Linked DNA regions of Mus musculus: regions 1, 3 and 4 are each linked to region 2. A link is a contact called in public capture Hi-C and promoter capture Hi-C data. All regions are on one chromosome and are shown on one strand. The core of a region is the stretch at or near the end of the contact, and the rest is flanking DNA. Distances in the headings are between cores, read along the strand shown. Region 1 holds the start of Pantr1 (POU domain, class 3, transcription factor 3 adjacent noncoding transcript 1). Region 2 holds the start of Mfsd9 (major facilitator superfamily domain containing 9). Region 3 overlaps Gm30248 (a long non-coding RNA gene). Region 4 has its middle 23 kb from the start of Dalir.

Region 1 (5,274 bases), core at 2,083-4,582, 1.9 Mb after region 2:
ATAAAATTAGCTTATATGTTTCAACTGTAAAAGTCCAAAACAAAATAAAGCTAGTTTTAGTAGTCCTAGAAATCTCTAGTTTGGCTTCTCCTCTTTGGCTGAATCAAGGTCCTTTTATCTAAAGCCCAGTGCACAAACATATAGCTTAATGTGACTAGTGTTCTTCCTTTTATTTCTTTCTCTATGGCAACCAATATGCTCTGCTCAGAAATGTTCCCCATCAAGGAAACAAATGATCTTCAGGGAGCAGCTCTATATGGCATCTGGTCCAATGGAGCACACGGAGTTAACCCCAGTCAGAGGCAAGGCTGTAAACAAGGGGAGGGAACCTGGCGATGCTGAGCCCCTCCTCAACTGACACCTCTTCCTCCCTCATTACAAACCACTGCATTGATTTAGCATCAACTGTTTCCAAATAAATTACCAATTCAAAATTGCAAGGTGTTCTGTATACAAAAGTGCACTATAATTTCAGACATTTGATACTCCCCTCCCAATGTGGCTTTCTTCAAAAGAACAAATCCAAGAAGCATTTAAAAAATCATCCCCAGACCATTTCACTAAAGTAACATAATCACACTGGCCTGGACTTAGCATCGCTATTTCTTTCGGCCATATTTATTTAAGTAAGTATATCCTTGAATTTTATAAAACCGGGAGATAGTGATAAGGAGGGATAGATCTGACTGTCAAAAATAGAAAACATGGAAAATCTGGTTCTCTATACTGAAGCTCCATTGTCCTTGGGGAGTGGAGACCCAGGATATCCTGGTTAGTTTTGATTGATCACCTTCTTTCTGATGGGTTTTCACTACTGAGCCAGCACACACCGCCTGCTCCCCACTTGCAGCTTTAACTAGGGGGACATTGACTTCCTGCCTCTTCTCCCTCACTTCTTCCTCATCTCTAGCCCTCTGCCCTCTGGTTGCCAGCCCCCTCCCCTCTTCACTGGATCCTACAGCTCCCTGTCCTAATCTGGGCAGACTCACAATTCAGACACCCCCACCAAGACAGGCCAGGCATCTCCCTCTTCAGCCCTGATTCTCTGGGGAAAATTCCAAATAAGAAATATTTATGTTTAGTAAACAACTCATTTCTAGGGTTTACCCCTCTCATGATCAACAACTAAAATTAATAGCTCTCTCTCTCTCTCTCTCTCTCTCTCTCTCTCTCTCTCTCTCTCTCTCTCTCAGAAGGGTAAAGCTCTTGCTGTGAGGGCCATTGGAATCAGTCCACCTTTTTATGTATTATTTTAGCAACGTCAGACCTGTCTTACTAACTCCCTTCCACACACTTTCCCTTCCCCGCTCCTCCCAAGCAATGAAAATAAAGCTTCCAAACCTTCAAGAACACAAATAAACAATACACCAGAAAGGAAGGAAAAAGAGGAAGCAGAGCAAGAAAAACCAAACAAACAAAACAACAACAACAACAAAAAAAACACTTACCCAGCAAATTCCCAAGGTTAGACTTTTAAATAAAAGGTGGTGGTTGGTTTTTGGTTTTTGGTTTTTGTTTTTTGTTTTTGTTTTTTGTTTAAAAAAAAAAAAGTAAGGTTCCTGGAGGGGCAGAAGAGAAGGCATATTCTCTACTCTCCAGAGCCGAGTTATCCTTAGCCTTCTCTTTACACTGACTCCTCTAAGCCCGGTTCTCTCTCGTCTATTATTTTCACCAAAATATATGAAAATGTATGCAAATGAAAATCAGCACTAACTGTTCTCCCCTTGTTATATACTTTGGATTTTTTTTTCCAGACAAAACAATCACACTCCGCAGAGGGAGGGGGAGGATTGGGTGGGGTGGGAGGGGGGAAGCTGGGGAGCGATTTGAGAACTAAGTACGTGGGGGGTGGGGGGAGAGAAGGGGACAGACCTGGGAACAGAAGTGCGTTTCTGTTATTGAGGAGCACAGCGTTTGGGGGGCTTCCCGAACGTGCACACCCTCCTTGCAAAGAAAGAAAGTGGATCTGTTTGCTGAGGCGCTATCCCGTTTCATCAGGCCACCTGAGACGGCTTTTGAAAGCGTGTACTGTGAAACTCATAGCAGTAATTTAGACAAAATCCTCACTGTATATTAATGAAAGGCGGCCCCATGGCTCTGTTCCTATCCTCCCCATTCAGTGTAAACAAAACCACGAGACTCTTTCGGTTTTTGAGCCGGATCCAAGCAAAATCGGCAGGAAAGGAAAACACGGGGTGCTGGCACCGACTATTCAAACGTCTGCACCTGGAGATCTCAGATTTATTCAATGAAATCTGTGTTCCATCTTTTATATATACATATACGCATATATAAATATAAAAAGGAACCTTTTGGAATGGAGGGGGGAATCCGTTCTGTTTTGGGGCTTTGGTTACTGCTGCCTTTTAGATCTGTTTCTACGATGGTATCTTTTCACCCCGGCAAGCAGGAGCTGGACCCGATCCTACATAAATGCCCCGCGTCTACGGTTAATCTCGAGATCACGCAGAGGCTGCGAGGCTGCTGCTGAGCTGGAGAGCTCCCTCTGTAACTGAGTTCACAGAAGTGAGCCCTCTAGAGAAATTATGCATCGGGGAGAAGGCAGGCCAGTTCTTTATATTCGGAGCACACCGACCGCCGGGTTACGTTCTCGGCTGCTGCTTGGACTAGAAACTGCAGATTGCGGTCCGGTGCCCTGCAGCTGAGGGTGCGGGGTGCAAGCACACGCACACTCATTAAGAGTCGTGTATTTATTGAATGTCCGAATTGGGTTAGTTCATTGGAAATCCCCAAGGAGGATTTAATTTGTCCTTGTTTTCGTTGCCACTTTCTCTTTTTTCTTGGTTCGCTGAGGTTCCTCTGTGCGGCGTTTCCGCTTGGCCGCGTCGTCCCCCCCCCCCCCAACACACACACACCACACCACCCCCTCTTCTCCCGCCTACCGGGCGCACTCCTCCTCCCGGGCCCCTTAACTCTTTCAGCTGGGTTGCGGCTGAGAAAGCACTTGTCGACAGCGGTCACAGCCACCTCGCAAAACCTGAGACCCAAAGAAAGAGGAAAATAAAGCGTCCCCATGCCCAAGAATAGCAAGCGAGTGAAAACCCCACCAATGAACACACTCACACGCGCGCACACACGCACGCACACACACACACACACACACACACACACACACGAGTCAGCGGTAAAGGGGACCGGGGTGGGGGGCGGGTGAGCAGCTAGCAGCCCTAGGCCCTCTAGGCGAGCTGAGGCAGACACTGCATTCTAAAGGCATTGGGATCGAATACACTTACGATGAATCTAGGGGGACGGTCGGGCTGATTGCCTTTCAAATACCTCGCGTGGCTTCGTTGACCGGCACCCTCCAAACTCACAAGGGCACGCACGATACTTGCAAGAATCCCAGAGGAGGGTGGGTGGGAGGGAGGAAAGGAGGGAGGGGGGGTTGGAGAGCGAGCAGCCGCAGCAAGCGGTCGGACTCGCACGCGCGGGCCCCGCGCTGGTACAGGGCTGCAGGTTTCCCAGATGATGGCATCCGAGAACTTAAACAAAGAGGGTCGCCGCCGGCGCGCCGCGGCTGCACAAAGTTGCAGTGGCGGATTTCCAAGAAGCTTGGCCACAGGAGCTCTGCGCGAGGCAAGCCTTCCTTTCCCACCTCCTGCAGGACAGAGATGGGGGCCCGCGCGTGAAGGGAAGAGGAAACTTTGAAACCAGTGGGGACACATCTGTCTATAGGTATTAGCTTGAACGTACATCCGCGGCGCGCGCTTTACAAATCTCTCGCGTGGGGTGGGGGTGCGACACAACGCAGTCTAGGTAGAATGGGTAGACTGCTATTTTTCAAGATTTTTTTCCCCTCTTCATTTTCCTCCTGGTCCCCCTTCTACCCGCCCCCTCCTTTTCTCTTCCATTTCTCTCCCAACCCCCCCAGACCAATCGCGAACACAGGGAGCCGCCAAGGGAACGCAGACGTTTGGGCTGGACACTAAGAGTTAAGATGTGGCGGAGGGGTGGAGCGAGGGGGGGGGACGACGAAGGGGGCGGAGGGGGAGGGGCGTGGAGGGGAAAGTGGCGCGGAGGAGGGAGGATGGGGCGGGGGGGGGGGGACAACAGATTTCCAGCTTCTACGACGCTCTGCCTAAATTAAAAAGCAACCAATCGGAACGGCCGGAAGGGGGGCCAGGCGTCCTAAGCCAGTCATTCCAGGCTTGCCAATCACCCAGCGGGTAGCCAATCAGCAGGGGCCCTGGTGCTCGACTTCCTTGTATTTGGGAAAGTGTGGTGGTGGGTGCGCGCTTGCGGCGGAGGGTAAACATTCGACAGTCCCTGCTCTGAGAGGGAGGGACGGAGAGCGAACTGTCAGATCCTAGCGGGAGCGGGCGCTCGAGAGAAGGAGAGAGGGAGAGAGAGAGTGAGAGAGAGAGGGAAAGTGAGACAGAGAGAAAGAGAGAGAATCCGGGCGCAGAGCTAGCTCCGGCTGCAACTCTGCCCCGGCACGCCTGCTCCCGCGCCCGCCGTCGGGTACTCTAGGAGCGGTACAACGTGCCCACAGGAGTTGGTTGTGTATCAAGGATTCCCTGTATGCACACACACATCTCCACCTCCACCAATGCACTCTTCTTCCTCCTCCTTCTCCAGACAACTGCCGGGGAAAAAATAAAACATCAACCCCAACCTTCAGCAACAAGGTAACAGAACAATTCGACATTTTTTTTTCCTGTTCAATTTTTGCCTTGTTATATTTGTTTCCTAATTTCTACCCAAAAGGAAAGATGTCGCACCAGACTGTGAGTGTCGCGAGGAACATGAAAAGGGACTCTTGTTTCAGAGACGTCCAAGAGCTCCGGCAATAACAACTTCAGAGAAATGCACCATCGCAAGAAGTTTTCCTAGGACAAAACAAAACTTGAAAGAAGCGAACCAGGGGGGCAGAACAGGAGCCAGCCGCCCCACTCCGCAGACGCGAGCCGCCAGCATCACCACGCCTGTAAGGACCGGAAAAGTTTTACTATAGTAAGGGGAAACAGTAAGATGTGTTGCTGAAGATCAGGGAAGACAGCGGACCAACTAGGAGCGGCCAGATTGCTGGCCACCCACAATTTGGCCAAGGAAGAAAGGAACCGCTTCGTCCTTTGTTGTCTCCCGTGAAACCTTCGCTTAGCAGGTGGACAGAGCCCTGTGCCGGGCCAGAGTCCGCACTCGTCCGAGGACAGGAGGAGCCGCGGAGCCCTTGCTCCCCGAGAGAGCGCCCGAAGTACGGGTCCCCGCCCCAGTGGGCGAGCCTCGCTGGAGCCAGCCGATCGCTCCCGGCCA
Region 2 (5,233 bases), core at 1,886-4,385:
ACACCCACCTACTATTCCAGCCACTACGGGACTTGCTCCGAGGGATCTGACATGAAGATTCAGCAATGGGACCACCATGCTGACACCAAACAGGTCCTGGGAAACCAAAGAGGGGTTTGAGTTAGTACTGGAGGTTAGTACTATTGAAACTGGTGACCCTAAAACTATAATTCAATTTCAAACACAAAACCTGCATCTAACAGTAGACCACCACGGCCAGGTTAAAAGTTATGATGGAATCAAGGTAAGTCTAAATGCTGACTAGTTTGCAGGCCAGGGTCAGCTTTCATTTCAGCTTCTTTGTGACTGGCCTTTAACATCCAAGGAGGACTCGCAGCGCAAGTGCAAAGCAAGTGTGAACTGAAAAACCCCGGCATCGTGTGGATGATGAAGGGAGGCTGGTCTGCATTTATTGGTAAAGCTGTTTTTGCTTCAGTAAAAATCTCAAGTTACAGAAAAGGACCGATGGGCTAGAGTTGGTACTTTTTCAGTCAGCCTCATTATGTAGCCCAGGATGACCTTGCACCTCAGCGTCCTGAGGACTGATGTCACAAGCACCTTCCACCACGCTAGGCTTCAAAATCTGTCACATATCAACACCTGAGACCAGGGAAGCATGTGGAAGGTGGAAGGCTAGTGAAATACTGATATCCATAGACTAAGAATGATGGAAGGTATAATATAGGCTCATGAGGAAGAGCTGGTAATATCTCCCGTAGCACTCAGTGACTCTAAAATACCACTCCTTTTACCAGGAAAGCTAGCGGCTGGCTCTTTCTTCTTCGAAAGTTCTAATGTAAAATCTCTCCTTTACTGCAATGAGCACTTCCTTCCTGATCTACACTTCCTACAGGGCCACCATTATTCATACTATGCATCTGACAACCCATGTGCTTGCTCCCACTCATAAGTCAGCTTGATGGGAACACCTAGCCTTCCCCTTTGCATCAGCCTTTCCCAACGGAAACTGATGAATGCATTTGAGCTTCTCTGCCTTGTACAGGGAACGAAACCCAGAGTTTCTCCACTGGTGGGCTATTTCAATGCAGATAAATTGTCACCTGCTACAGGCTGGGAAGAGGGAAAAGAAACTGACCAGGTATCTGGACAAAAGCAGATGAAATCACAGACCTCGGCACTATCTTAGTTTAACCAAAATGCGCCAAAGGAATGGGTTTAGTATTCCTAGTGAACGAAGTTAAAATATCAAAATTATTGAGAGCTAAAACTAGAATATTTGCAAATGACTTCTCCAATCTTATACCCTTCCTCTTTCAGTCAGAAACCATTTTCTGAAGCCTTTTGGGGTCTCGGAATACATGAAAACAGCGACTAAACTGTGCGTAATATTGTCAATTACTTAAAAAATCAGCATAGGCTCCTTCAACAATACATACGGCTGCATAAGACTCTATACAACATTTCTCATTGAAAAAATAAAATCCTTGCCTTTTAAAAACTATGTGGAAATCATATGTATTTCCCTCAAGATGTGCTCTTGGATATATTATTCTCTTAAATATAGTATTACACGTCTCAAAATTTTACATCAGACTGGATTTACCATGTGCACGGCATATGGCAAACAGCAGAGGGTGTGGGTCTCCAAGTCTGTGTTGGAAGGCTGCACAGAATGAATGATGTATGAACTGCTTGATTTCATCGTAACTCCCAAACTATTGTGAATTCTAACTCCCGGTAGTTGCTGCTACCCTCTGGGTGAAGTCTGAATGTTCCAAGTGAGGGCCTGAGTCTTTTCCACATATAACCTTCGTGCCCTCTGTGGTGGGGCCTCAGCAGGTTGGAGACGTGCATCACCCCAGTGGATGACAGTCAGCATCCTTTCCCAGAAACATCCACTCCCCAGCTTTGGATTCTGAACAACCAGACTACACAGTGGAAGTAAATAATGTCTGCATCCCTAAAGTACAACCAAAAAGCAAGGACATTACTCTCTAAAGTCAAGGCAGGGAGCCTAAGAAGGGAAACTGTATATCTTGGGACCTGCAAAGTATACTTTAGGCAGAGATATCTCTCAGGCATGGTACTCAATACCTTCTAGCTCGGTGAATACAGACATTTGGTGAAATCTACTTCTTTCAAGATTCTAACAAGCATTAATTAAACGGAACCTCTACCAACTGTTGGACAATTTGGAATCCAAACAGAGGCTGCCTCTCTGTTCCTTAGCTACATGGCTCAGCATGCTAACTCCTAATTCCAGCAACCCTTCAGTCTGGAAAAAAAGAGTAGACTTACTTCATCTGGACAGGGAACAATAGGAATTGTTTTCTCAGGTTCAGTGCCAATCAGATAGATACCTGCCACAAAGTCTTTTCCCACTGATCATTCAACTAATTGGTTCCGTCTGCCTGATGAAGAAATCCTACTGAAAGATTTTTCCGGCTGCTTATAACCAGGCCTATTGAACTAAACCTCGCCTTGAAAGAGGAGCCAGTGTGAATCAGGGTCCAAGACTAAGACTGTAAATTCTCTGGAAGCAGAAACTGCTTATGATGTCAGTGCTCCAGGGCATGTACCACACGCGGCAGGCATTCAGAAACTTCATGAATATTCATTAGTAATGAAACTTCATTAATAAACAGATGGATGGGAGAATAACTTCTTAAGCTTCTCATTCTACAGGGCAAAGGACTATTTGTGGACCAAACCAATACACACATGCACAGACATTATAGCAAAACAAAAACACATGCCATTTTGCCAAAGACAATTGTGTGCCGTTCACCTTAACTTCCAATCTCCAGCTTTAAGGCCTCCAGTGTAGACCCCTCCAGGGTCAAGGAGTCACACCTGAGGTCAGTGGTGAAAGGGCAAGAGGAGGCACCTCACAGCACACTTCAGACTCCGGGCTGGAGCTGTGTAAAATACCCGGGAACTTGAGGTAAGTGCAAGTCTGCAGAGACTTGGTGCTTTTCCCCAGCCCCGGTGCGGGCACTCACCAAGAAGCCTACAAGGTAGAGCCAGAGCAGGAAGCGGCGGGAGCTCACAGCACTAGACGGTGCTGTGGCTGTCACCGGGGTCTCCGAGGCTAGATCCTGCCTCGAAGCCCCGTGCCCCGGGACCCCCAGCGCCATTCCCAGGAGGGCTGGGGGTGCGGACAGCTTAGCCGACTGCAGACCACGCCCCCGCCGTGGCCACGCCCAGGATTGACCACGCCCATGGCGGAAGCGATCTGCGTGCGCCTGCGCAGATGGAAGGTCGCGCCGCTGGGTGGGTGTGACTACTGTTGTGGTGGTACCTACCGCGGGCGTCTTAATTCAAGATCGCAAGTTCTGTGACAAGTGACTGGTGCCATCTTTCCTCGCTCCCTGGTGGTGTAAGGCACGAAGGAATTGTGTCTTTTTGCTAGTACCAGGTTTTCTTCAGTGATAGCCGTTCTGGCTTTAAGGATCACAGACCCAGGGCCCTACTTCCTACTTGGCTCTACAGACCTGGAACGAGTTAAGGTGGCTGTGGAAGCTTTCGTATGCATTTGAAAAACAATGGGTAGTAATTTAGAGAGACTTCTAGATATCCAAGAAGTCTGTAAGCATTAGTCAGCACTTCGTAGCTCTACAAGGAAAACAGGCCAGAAATAGGCTGAGAGTTGGGCTTCAGGGAGTAACAGGAGCACACCATGAAAAGCATGAAGAATTGTAAATAATAAACGTACAATAGAGAGATACACAAAAGTTAGAGGACACGTGACATAAGGAAGTGTGAGCCTTGGTGTGCTTGTGGGATCTGCTTAAATCCAACGGAACTCAAACTTCAGGGCGATGCAGATGACAAAAACTTACTATAACCAAGACACTATTAATCAATCAGGGCCACAGAAAAGACAGGAGAGCTGAACTATGATCTCAAAGAGATACTGTATAGCATAGTTAAAGCAGGAAACCATAAAGAGAGGGGGAGCTGGGTGGGCTGTAACATTGTCAATCATATTTAAAGATAAGGGGTTGAGCAAGGGCGTTTCCATCAATCAGGATAGGAGTAGGTTCCTGGACATGGGAACATGAATTTTGTTTGACCCTGCCAGCCAAGATGGAAAAGTTAGTTGTCCCTGAGATATCTGGACTCAGACAACTGTTTCCTTACAGCAGAAGCTGTTCAGCTATAGCGAACTCCCCAGCTCCCTAGGGCCTGGGACCTTGACTTGACTTTCTCCTCGTGATTAAATGGAAAACGAAATGGTAGAATTTAGAATACATTCCTTTTGCTTGTTCCCAATGTGCTGACCAAAGAAGTAGAGTCTGTAGTGCCTTAGGCTTCAAGATGGGTGTGACCAAAACATCCAAACACAAAGATGTAGAATAAACAGGGTTTCAGTCATCTATAGCCTAGAGGTTTCATTCTGAGAGCAGTGGACAGAAACAAAGTAGATGTGTGATATTTAATAGTTAGTGAACTATTAACCATTGTCAGTAGCCCCACTTCAGTTGTGTGAGCCCATGTGCATGCAAGCACAAGCTCCTGTGTGTGTGTGTGTGTGTGTGTGTGTGTGTGTGTGTGTGTGTGTGTATCAGGTAAAATGCCTTGGCCTACAGAAATCTTTGGCTGTGGCTGCTTCCTTATGGGATCTGGAACAGAAGAAAACCAACACCTACTAACAGCATTTCTTAAGTTTTGTCACAGAAGAGACTAGAATTAATAGTTCAAAGTCTGACTTGATTCCCTGAAATTGAAGAGTCCCCTCTGCAGTCCCTCAATTTACTCAAACCATAGGCAGAGCATTTTGAATGAATAGCTCATTCAGAGTCTTGAGGCACTTATATGTCTCCAGACCATAAACCTTCACAGCTTCCTTAGGCAACCACAGCCCTTCAGTAGTGTGGCTGTCCACAGCTCTATGGTAGTGTGGCTTTCCACAGCTCTATGGTAGTGTGGCTGTCCACAGCTCTATGGTAGTGTGGCTGTCCACAGCTCTATGGTAGTGTGGCTGTCCACAGCTCTATGGTAGTGTGGCTGTCCACAGCCCTATGGTAGTGTGGCTGTCCAGTTAGTGCTCTATCATCACAGCAAAGTGCCAGAGAGAATTATAAAGGGAACTGACTTTCTTAGGCTCACACTTTGGAGCTTTCTAGTGTTGTGGGCAGGGTGGGTTTAGAGGACTCTTGGTAGAGTGTCCATATTCTTTTGTCCCAGGACAAAGGATTGCACAACAACACATAAATATAAATGAAATTGGAGAAAAATTATTGAGAAATGAAAAACAGTTCCAGGTATA
Region 3 (4,605 bases), core at 1,550-4,049, 1.8 Mb after region 2:
AACCCCACCTGGTCCTCCTATATTAGGAGGCTAAGACCCTGCAGGAGTGATGAGCAAGCACTTGCCACATCTCTGAAACCTTTCCATGTATATCAGCCACTAAAGTAAATCCACAGATCTTTCTTCTCTGTGGTGAAATTGGGGACCCAGCATAGTAGGTCATTTGCCCAACTGAGGGCGCAAAGCTCAAATGGGAGTGAACACTGAGGTTAATGGCTCATTTTCTTTTATTTTCTTCAAGTTGATGCACCTTTCATCTATGCTGTGTGTGTGTGTGTGTGTGTGTGTGTGTGTGTGTGTGTGTGTGTGTGTGTGTGTGTGTTATATGTTGCATGCATATGAGTGTGCCAGCATGTGTGCCCATGTACAGATATATGGCGACCACTGAAGATGTCTGGTATCGCCTGTGTGGCTCCCCACCTTCTTGCCTTCAGTCAGGGTCTGTCTCTGAGTCAGACAGTGACTTTTTAAGTGGGTTCTGTTTTGTAAGGGATTTGAACTCTGAACTCACACTCACAAGCTTGTGTTCCTTTTCACGGAGCCGTCGTCTCCCTAACTGCTGCAACTTAAAAAAACTTAATCTTAGATTCACAATTTAGTGAAAATGAGTCAGCATTCAGCTGAATTTTGAGACCTCGCTGTTCCCCTGTTTGTCATTTTGCCCACTGTTCATCCCTGGGAAACACATTGGGCTCAGGGTCTGTGCGGATGGTAGCTGCTTCTTGTCTTCAGGCTATCAGAACTGAGCAGCCTAAGCCCAGGGAAATGGACCAACCACTGGACCAGCTATAAAGGAAATTGGATGGCTTCAGAGGCCCCTCTTTAGTCCATGGCTACCATTGTCTGTAGTCTCTGTATGATCTGATGGACAAAAACCTGCAACCCCTGTGCATGGAGTACAAAGGAGAGACATCAGATCCACTGATAATTGGCATGGTTTAACAAAGTTATCATGGGATCCTTGGAGACCTCTGGATAGTCCCTGCCAACTATATTAAAAGTAAGTGACCCAGAAGGTGGGTGTAAGAAAGTAATTTTTGGATAAAATCAGATAAAAGGGGGTTTCCAATGAGATGGGAGGGATGCAAACACGATCTGAGATACTAACCAAATGGCAGGTTTGAGGTTTAATTTTTCTTCTTAATCTTTTTCCTTTGGAAATAATTGTATCTTTTTTGCAGTCCATTCCAGCCTGCCAACCCTTGAGCTACATGTAGTCTGTATTTGTCAAACTATGAGTGAGCAGATCAAGCCAAAGATGAAAAATAAGGACAATCTCCCATGAGATCTGTGTCAGGATGCCCCTTCCCCAGAGATGCAAAAGCTGTGTAGCTGAGTCCCTGGAGTCCACTTGAGTGGATGAAGCCACCACCCAATACTCCCTTTTCCACCCTGGCTACTCCTCAAATGGCTTCCCTTCCTTTCTTCCTCTCTCTCTCTCTCTCTCTCTCTCTCTCTCTCTCTCCCTCTCTCTCTCCCTCTCTGCCATGCAGAGCACTAGGCCTTTCTCAGACACTTCATCCCCGCTCTGGGCACGATGAGGAGTGAAATGTGCCTCTGAATAGAGAAGAGAAGACAGGGTGGATTAATGGCAGAAGAGTAACACAGCCCTCGCAGAACAAAACGAGGGTGACCCGGACGAAACAAAGCGCCACAATAGATCATTTCTGAGAAGTCACCCGGCAGCTTTGAAACCACAGGCTGCGTGCTCCGGGGCAGTGAGTGTCACATCCATGGCTTTCAGGAGGCATGAATGGACGGGAACAGTAACTCTTTTTCATGCCTCTTTCAGAGGGCTTGTCGGTGGAGAAGGATTTACCATTCAATTCCCATACTTTTATGTGGGAAATTAGGAATTTGCCCCTTTAAAAGAAATTGCCTTTTAAACTCTTCATAAATTGTGGCGGTTTTATAGATTTACCCAAACTTCTTCTTCCTTCATGTCCTTCCACTTATATATCATTTTTAAATATTCATAAATACAGAGAGAGAGAGAGGGAGAGAGAGAGAGAGAGAGAGAGAGAGAGAGAGAGAGAGAGAGAGAGAAAACTCTCTTCTCCTCTTTGCTCAAAAATCTATTCAAGGCATGTCCCCGCAATAGAGACATTTCAACTTTCTGTCCCATGCCCAGTTGGATTCCCCCCCCCCCCATGGCTGTGTTATTTCACCATTTTTCATGAAACACTCAAACTCTTTTGCAAAAAAAAAAAAAAAAGTCACTAGGGGAACTACATAGGTGGCAAGTGCTAGGCAGAGCTGGTGAGATGAAAACCGACCAGGTCACTCACTCACCCTCAGCAATGACGTAGAGTTCTGTGCGCTTCCCTCGCCAGCCCCGGCACAGGGATTGTCCGGTAAAAACACTCAAGCTTTTCTAGGAGTGGGTTGTATACCTTATTTCCAGCCACCTTGGTCCAACACTGGGCCTCCCTACCTGGCTGTTTGCTTCCCAGAAGCCCACAGTGTTTGGCCATATTAATCTCATTAACCTTCCCGATCAGTTTCAACAGCAGTGAAGACTTGAGAACGTGGAGTTCCTGGCAGAGAAGTTGAGCCTTGGCTCCCTGCCAGTACATTTGAACATTTGATCTGGCTCCCCAGGCCCCTTCCAGAGCCTTTTTTTTTTCCATAGGAAGAAAGCACAAACAAGAAAGCCTTGCCATACGAAATGCAGCCATGTGTGACTCCAAGCTTGGCCCCCCCTCCCTTCTCTTGCCAGAATGTTCCTAGTCCCCGGTCCTTAGAGCAGAGGGAGCAGCTGAGATGATGATGCCTGCCTTTCTCTGGGGTCGGTCGGTCGACCATGCAGCACCTTGGGCACAGTCCCCCAAACGGAGCAGCCTTTAGGCAAGAGATGGAAAGAGGAGAGGGTTGGGGGAGGGGAGCAGAAGGCCTTCCTCATCAGCAGGTCTATAAGGCCAGACGAGGTGATGGGGGCTTCGAAATACTTCCTCCTGTGCAAATGCTGACAGTGGACCTCTGTTCTTTCAGGTTTCCTAGATTAGAAAAACAAAAACAAAGAAGGCTCTAAATCAGTGGTTCTCAACCTGTGGGTCTCGACCCTTTCACAGGGGTCGCCTAACACCATCAAAGACAACCAAGATTTGCATTAAAATTCATAACCGTAGCAAAATCACAGTTATAAAGTAGCAACAAAATAATTTTATGATTAAGGGGGGGGGGTCACTAAAGCATGAGGAACTGTATTAAAAGTTTGCAACATTAAGAAGGTTGAGAACCACTGCTCTAAATAGACTTGACTGGAATGAATTCAGACCCTGACATCACTTCTCTGGTTTTTAATAAAAAAAAAAAAATCAATTTTCTATTTCAGAGGGCATTAACAAGCTGAGAATGAAGGGCCCAGGACTGACTGCATCACACTCTGAACCTGGAGATGGAACTAGCTCCTTCCCTGTTGATAATCATGTCAAAAGAGATATACTACTGCTTCTTGATTTTAATTTAATTTTCTTTATATAGTGTGCATGTGTCTGGGCAAGTGTGTGAGCACATGTGTATGAAGGTGCCCACAGAAGGCACAGAGTACATTAGATCCCTCTGAGCTGTGGTTATATGTGTCTGTAATCTTCTTAACATGGGTGCAGGGATCTAAGCTCTGGTCCTCATGAAAGAGCAGCTAGTCCTCTTAACTTCTGAGCCAGAAATATTGGCCTTATCAGAAGTAATATTTGCCTTAAAATTAATTCTTTGGGGTTCAAGTTCCATAGTAAAGTTCTTGACTACATACGTGACTGAGACCCTGGGTTCCATCCGTAGCTTTGAAAGAAAATTCAATTAATATTTGAAGAAAATGGAAGCTCTTAAATATAGGTTTCAGTTGCCTGTAAAAAATAGGCAGCTTTAATGATCTGGGAAGGTTTGATTTGTAATTTAAAGTATTTGTTTTGATTATGTTTAATTTAAATATATGTTATCATTAAGCATATATTGCAGTGTGCTTAACTATTTAATTTTAAATTTCAGTATTTCCACTTCTTTACTGTCTCTAAACTTAGAAGAACTTTCAAAGTCCAGGCCCCTTAGGAGCTTTCTAATCCCCATGGCAACAACTCTCACATCACTCAGAAGCAGCAGCAAGGCTCAGCACCTCTAGGGAAACTCTTTCATCAGCCTGGCCCACACCACGGAAGCAAGCACACTGAAGGTGACATCACCCTGAGCTCCTAAGCAGCACCTCCAGCCATTTGGAATTGGGACAGCATGCTGCTTAAGAATCCTTTCTTCCAATGGAACCTTTAAGAAAATCAGCTTCTGCTTATAACTATGGACAAGTTTAAATATATGGCTACAGAAATTCTTCCTTGATTTTGCTTACAACGTTTTCAACCTGCAAAAGCTTTCTTTGTAAAGTCTCATTTCTGTTATTGTGGCAAAATGCCCTCGCACAGGTAATTTAAAAGAGAATGGGTTTTCTATGCCTTATATGTTCCAGGGTAGACACTAGTCCATCATGGCCTGGCAACTAGATCAAGGCCATTGGCTCACATTGCATCGTCAATCCAGCAACAGAAAGCAATGAGGAAGTGGGAACAAGCTTTAAACGCTCCAAGCCCCACCTATATTGACGCACTTCCTCCTTCT
Region 4 (5,034 bases), core at 1,476-3,975, 2.0 Mb after region 2:
CATTAAGGGTCAGAGCTGTGCCTTTCTGAGCACTGGGGAGGTTTAATCTTACGACTTCCTAAAGTTTCAGAACCATAAGAATTAAGACTGAAAAGCCGTCTCTTAACTAAACTAACAATTCCTGCTGATGTTCCTTGAGCTTAAACCAGAGTCACTGAAGAGATAACAGTCCTTTAATTTCCTTAATGAAATACACACACTCATGTTGTTGTTGTTTCTAACATAAGTGTACGCTTACACATGTATGATCTTTATGAGTTTATTTAGCAAGAAACCAAATATGTGAGGGAAACCCTACTTTCTGAGCAGTACTTTAATTGCCGGTCATGCGTGGTCCACAGATCGTTACTGGATGTTTACAAGGTCTTTCGAGGGATAGCTTTCCACCCCAGAAGAGGGTAACATATCTTCATTGTTTATAAAAATGACAGCTCCTAATGGACCATATTAGCTTTAACACAAACTATTAAATCCCCTTCATTAAGGCTCTCTGTGTTCTGCCCGAGCCTCTCCTGAGCTCCGGGAAAGAGGTGCAAAGTCCTAAGGAAAGCCGGGCACACACTGAGGCGATTAGAGATCACGCTTATTAGATAAGACTCGAGAGGATGTTTTTCTTGGGCAGCTCACAAACATTTTGAAAGAGTCGTGTTCCAGGTTTGAGGTCCGATGTTTCTTCCTCTCAAACTATGAGCAGCTGTAGCACATGACCTACTTCTGTAGGGCCTGTAATGATTTCCTTCCTTCGGAGGCATCGGGAGCCCTCCTCCTGCCCTGTGAAAAAAAAAGGGACAAATATTTTAATCCAAGCAAAATGCTGAAGCAGGGTTTGTTGGTTTCAGGGAAGAAACTCAATACAGCTTCAGCGTGGAGTGTAGGCCTCCGATTGGAACCATCTGGACTGCAGAAAGGCTGGGAGACCTTAGGGGAAGGCAGAGGCAGCTCTGCCTAGGGCTGTAGCTCATACACCTGCAGACTCAGCTAGCCTCTTGGCAAGTAGCTGGACTCACCCAGGACCTCAGTAGGGAAGCCCGAAATCGTCTACAGCTGGGAGCATCATGCTAGGAAGGCTAACTATAGCCCGGCCAGCGACTGATCTCAAGGAAAGGAAGACCTTGGTAGGCTTTTAGGGCATAGTTGACGTGGTCAGACAGAAACACACTTTCCAACTTCGTTTCTCTGTAGCAGTCAGCCTAGAAAGTCCCCAGGAAAACATAGATTGGTATGCATGTTGTTTTTTGATTATCCTTAAAAGTAAGGGAAGGAAAATGTTTTTTAAAAAAATCAATGCCTGCATGATTAATATCCTCCATGACATTAAAGTTACTTTTTTGTGTGAAGAGGGTTATCATTTTTTGTCTGCTAGTTTTGTTCCCAGCTAAGTGAAGCTGTTTTTTCCACTTCCAAAGGGTGCTATGGTAAGACAAGAGGCCCTCCCCTGGAAGGAAGTCTCAAACAAAATATTCCTAAACAAACATTCTCATTATACAACAACCAACAGTGTAACACTTTCCTTAAAGAAATGTACAGCTTCTTCAGTTACCAGCCGTAAGACCAGGAAAAGAATACAAAGACCCCAAACAAACAAATAAACAACTCACTGCTATGACGGTGGATTTAAGGCTGTCAATATTCTTTTTATTTTTGAATTGGAAATCTCAGTCGGGTGAGGGACAAGAGCAGGAGCCACTTTTGAGTAAGAGAGACCAGGACCTTTGCTAAATCAAGGATCAGTAATCTAATTTTTCTTTTAATTTGTAAAGCCAGTTCTGAATATATTTTTTAAAAAGGAGGGGGGAATGAGACTGAGAACCTGTGCCATCTCCATCCCTTCAACACGTGAACCTTACAAGAAAGATACTGTTTTCAAGATGGGTCTTAAATTAGTTACTATGGTGAGGAGCAGAATGAGCCCAGTGTGACCAGCACAGAACCCTAAATACCAAGAGCCCATAGCCAAAGCTAAGGCAAAAGCTGATGCGTAGAATAAAGTGTTGCTGCCCCAAGTGTAAGGAGTGGTTGAAAGGCTCAGTTTCAAGGTTCAAAGGTATACATTTTCTTGATTTCTTGTAACTGTTTTTTTTTTTCCAGTACTGGGTAGATTGAGTGGCAGGCCCCATCCCATGAGAGGCAAGTGCTCTACCGTGGATACCTAACCTTGGCTCTTAACGGATCTTTCAAAAGAAGCTACTAGGCCTCATGGTTTGGTTCACAGTAACTACATTTATTGGATTATTATAATGAAATGTATTAGCTGTTGGAAACTATACAGTTAAGATTTAGATAATATATAGGAGGTGCAAAATTACATATTCTTTTTAGAGGAAAGAATTGTCAGCAAGGATACTTTTCTTTTTTTTCTTATTTTTTTTTAATTCCAGGAGGGAAAGTAAGCTCTGCAAAGGAGTATTTGGCTAGCCAGGCTCACAGAACATCTTGCAAGTTTGAAAGCGTTCTAAGGTATGTGTACTGTAGCTTGTCGAGGCCTGTGCTGAGGGGCGACCTGGAAGAGCTGCTTCGTTCCGAGGGGTCTGTTCACATACACTTTATCAGCAGTAGGCTGAGAGGGGTCTAGAATGGGGCGTGTTGCTTCCTCGCTCCCTCTCCCCCATGTTCCAAATTTATAAGCATGAATCTAAATTTTTAACCAAATCTTTGTTCTCTTTCCTCTTGAGGCTGCTTCACACCCCGGCCCACACACCCAGCTGCACTCAAAGAGCTCTTCCTCCCCGCCCCCACCCCCACCTCCACCCAACAGTCTCCACCACCGTGCATCCGCAGGGTGAGACCCGAGGGACCTCAGCTTGCCTGGTGAAGCATGCCCTGGAGCCAGAGGCCAGGTGAAAATCAGGCGGGCAAGGCGATGCGGGCAGAGTCAGAGAGCTTGTCCTCGCTACCAGAGGCTGTTATTATGTCACCTTGAAAACTTGGGTTCCCTGGGAAACACTAACCCAGCTGCATTCACAGGACTCTGTCATTTCCCATACATGCCTGGTTCCCATACACGCCGCGGCCGCGACTGGGACAGGCTTGACCAGCAGATCTAGTGGAATGTGAGTTTGTGAGAAGTATCAATGTCTACATTCGGGAAGTCAAGAAATACTGTGGCATATCTTCATTTTTAAAGACAAGACTCATTCTGGTCCACTTATCCCCCCCCCAACATCAATAAAAAGGGATCATAACACAAAGCAAAAAAGTCAAAGTCAACCTTCTAATGGCTTTTGGGGGGAAACAAAACACCCCACTGTTTTCAATGAAGGGGGAAAATTATATATATATAATTGTCAGCAAGAATACATTTTTTTAATTCCAAAAAATATATACACACGCATGTATATGTATATGTATATACATATATATATACATATATATATACATATACACACACACACACACATATAGATAGATAGATAGATAGATAGATAGATAGATAGATAGATAGATAGATAGAGAGAAGCCCGCCCTGTCTCTGGTAAAAATAACCAGTTGGAAGTGGATAACTTCAGATTGATTTATGAACTGGCAAAGTATTTCTGATTTCTTTTAAAAGGAACAAAACAGAACAAAACCCCAAAGCCCTCTTTCGGTCAAAATGGTCCGTAGGTGATGGAGCCTGGCTTCCTAGCCCTGTGCTTGCCAACTCTGCACTGCCCCAAAACATACAGAAATGCATGATTAAAACTAGAATCAAAATCTCCAGTTGCCTTCAGCAAACCACAGCACAGGATAGCGGAGCGGTGCCAGCTTGCAGTATAAGTATAGTTAGTTACTTGGCGCCTGCTAAAAGTACTGCCCCCTTCCTGTTTAATAATTAATTCAACTTTAAAGCCCCAAGGATCTGGACTCAGTACCCGATTCACAAAGCAGTACAGAAACAAAATGCTTCCAGAACTGGAGGGGGAATAGAGGAAGAAAGAATCTAACATTTCAAGAAATATCACCACATGGGGCCACCAAGCTTGGGGGTGTGTGTGTGTGTGGAAAGAACTGGGGTAGAGAAATATTTTTTAAAAAGCACAAAAGTGAGGTTATTCACGGCCACTGGCACCAGGAATGGGAGTGGTACACTGAGCTGGAAGCCATCCATTTGGGAAGCAGGCCTGCTGCCTTCAGACTGGTGGGGACCCAAAGGGTAATGGGCTCAGTCTCTGGAAAAGGAGAGACCCAGCCTCTTCTCATTAGTGGGCTCTGCTCATTAGTGGGAGCACTGTGCTAGAAAAGGCACCAAAGGTTGATAGAAGCCCTTCACTGGCCTTGTCTTCCACCCTACACCTGCTCTCAGATACACAATTCTCCCTCCAGGGCCATGGCCAGAGCACTCCTGAGGAGAAGGGTGAACACACACACACACACACACACACACACACACACACACACACTCATACACAAACATACTCACATTCATACTCACACACTCCCTCACACACTCACACATACACACATTCACCATACACACATTTACATACTCATACACATACAGGCTCACACACACTTATACACATACTTGCACACATACACACTCACTCACACACACACACACACACACACACACACAAGCACTCTCACACACAGAGGAAGGCTTGCTGAGCATAAGTGTACTGTGCATTGAGAACAATAAAGAAACCCAGGCGAGTTCCTGGAAGTAACTATGCAGCCACAGAAGTTAGCATCCAGAACAGCATCCGGTAACTGAGCCAAGGAGCCAGGCAGCTAGTGGGGCCTTGTGTTATGCTTTGTGATTCTTATAAATCATTTACTTCCCTTCAGCTGCATAGAAAGTAAAATACTGTAGATGCCAAAACCAGGTAGATACTTCCAGCCTAGCCCCATGAAAACCCATCTCTGAAGAGGCAATCCTTTACCAAGCCCCAGGAACCTCCTATCATATCCTAGGAAGTCTAAATATTGCCATGCATTGCCCAGAGATGGTTTATAGAAACAGACTAATTAATTTTCAAATTTTAAAAGATGTATTTATTTTATATGTCTTGAGTGCTTTGTCTGTATGTGTGTATATGTACCGTATACATGCCT

The links. Promoter capture Hi-C pulls out the DNA fragments that hold promoters and counts their contacts. Capture Hi-C pulls out chosen DNA fragments and counts their contacts.
Region 1: a contact with region 2 is called in a capture Hi-C map of embryonic tail, with 5 times the contacts expected there. The contact joins the promoter of Pantr1 here to the promoter of Mfsd9 in region 2. A contact is called at or near these places in 5 of 39 promoter capture datasets (the 3T3-L1 cell line, cranial neural crest, embryonic stem cells and 2 more), 4 of 115 datasets of contacts at active chromatin or transcription factors (astrocytes, embryonic forebrain, embryonic limb bud and 1 more) and 2 of 9 other capture datasets (embryonic tail and liver).
Region 3: a promoter capture Hi-C map of hippocampal neurons shows a contact between it and region 2, with 4 times the contacts expected there. The contact joins the enhancer-like site here to the promoter of Mfsd9 in region 2. A contact is called at or near these places in 8 of 39 promoter capture datasets (the C10 cell line, cranial neural crest, embryonic stem cells and 4 more).
Region 4: a promoter capture Hi-C map of pre-B cells shows a contact between it and region 2, with 10 times the contacts expected there. The contact joins the enhancer-like site here to the promoter of Mfsd9 in region 2. A contact is called at or near these places in 12 of 39 promoter capture datasets (the 3T3-L1 cell line, the C10 cell line, the HPC-7 cell line and 7 more), 4 of 484 Hi-C or Micro-C datasets (cerebral cortex, nephron progenitors, neural progenitor cells and 1 more) and 1 of 115 datasets of contacts at active chromatin or transcription factors (kidney).

The regions. Positions count from the first base shown.
Region 1 is chr1:42,691,493-42,696,766 of GRCm38.p6, forward strand. It overlaps Pantr1 (POU domain, class 3, transcription factor 3 adjacent noncoding transcript 1), which reads right to left and starts at 3,333. Exons shown (of 4, transcript NR_027826.2): 1 at 3,255-3,333. Pou3f3 (POU domain, class 3, transcription factor 3) reads left to right here and starts at 4,276. Exons shown (of 1, transcript NM_008900.3): 1 at 4,276-5,274. The region is part of intron 1 of Gm46091 (predicted gene, 46091); the gene reads left to right.
Region 2 is chr1:40,787,522-40,792,754 of GRCm38.p6, forward strand. Mfsd9 (major facilitator superfamily domain containing 9) reads right to left here and starts at 3,136. Exons shown (of 6, transcript NM_172499.2): 1 at 2,964-3,136; 2 at 9-96. The coding sequence starts at 3,098.
Region 3 is chr1:42,627,357-42,631,961 of GRCm38.p6, forward strand. Gm30248 (a long non-coding RNA gene) reads right to left here. Exons shown (of 3, transcript XR_373380.2): 2 at 2,293-2,996. Among named protein-coding and RNA genes, the nearest start is that of Gm30248, 10 kb to the right of the region's middle. Within about 2 kb of position 2,800, at least 32 of the 459 cell types and tissues checked have an H3K27ac peak or open chromatin away from gene starts, as enhancers often do.
Region 4 is chr1:42,771,401-42,776,434 of GRCm38.p6, forward strand. No RefSeq gene overlaps it. Among named protein-coding and RNA genes, the nearest start is that of Dalir, 23 kb to the left of the region's middle. Within about 2 kb of position 2,726, at least 18 of the 459 cell types and tissues checked have an H3K27ac peak or open chromatin away from gene starts, as enhancers often do. A contact at or near this core is called in cerebral cortex, kidney and pre-B cells, where this site is marked.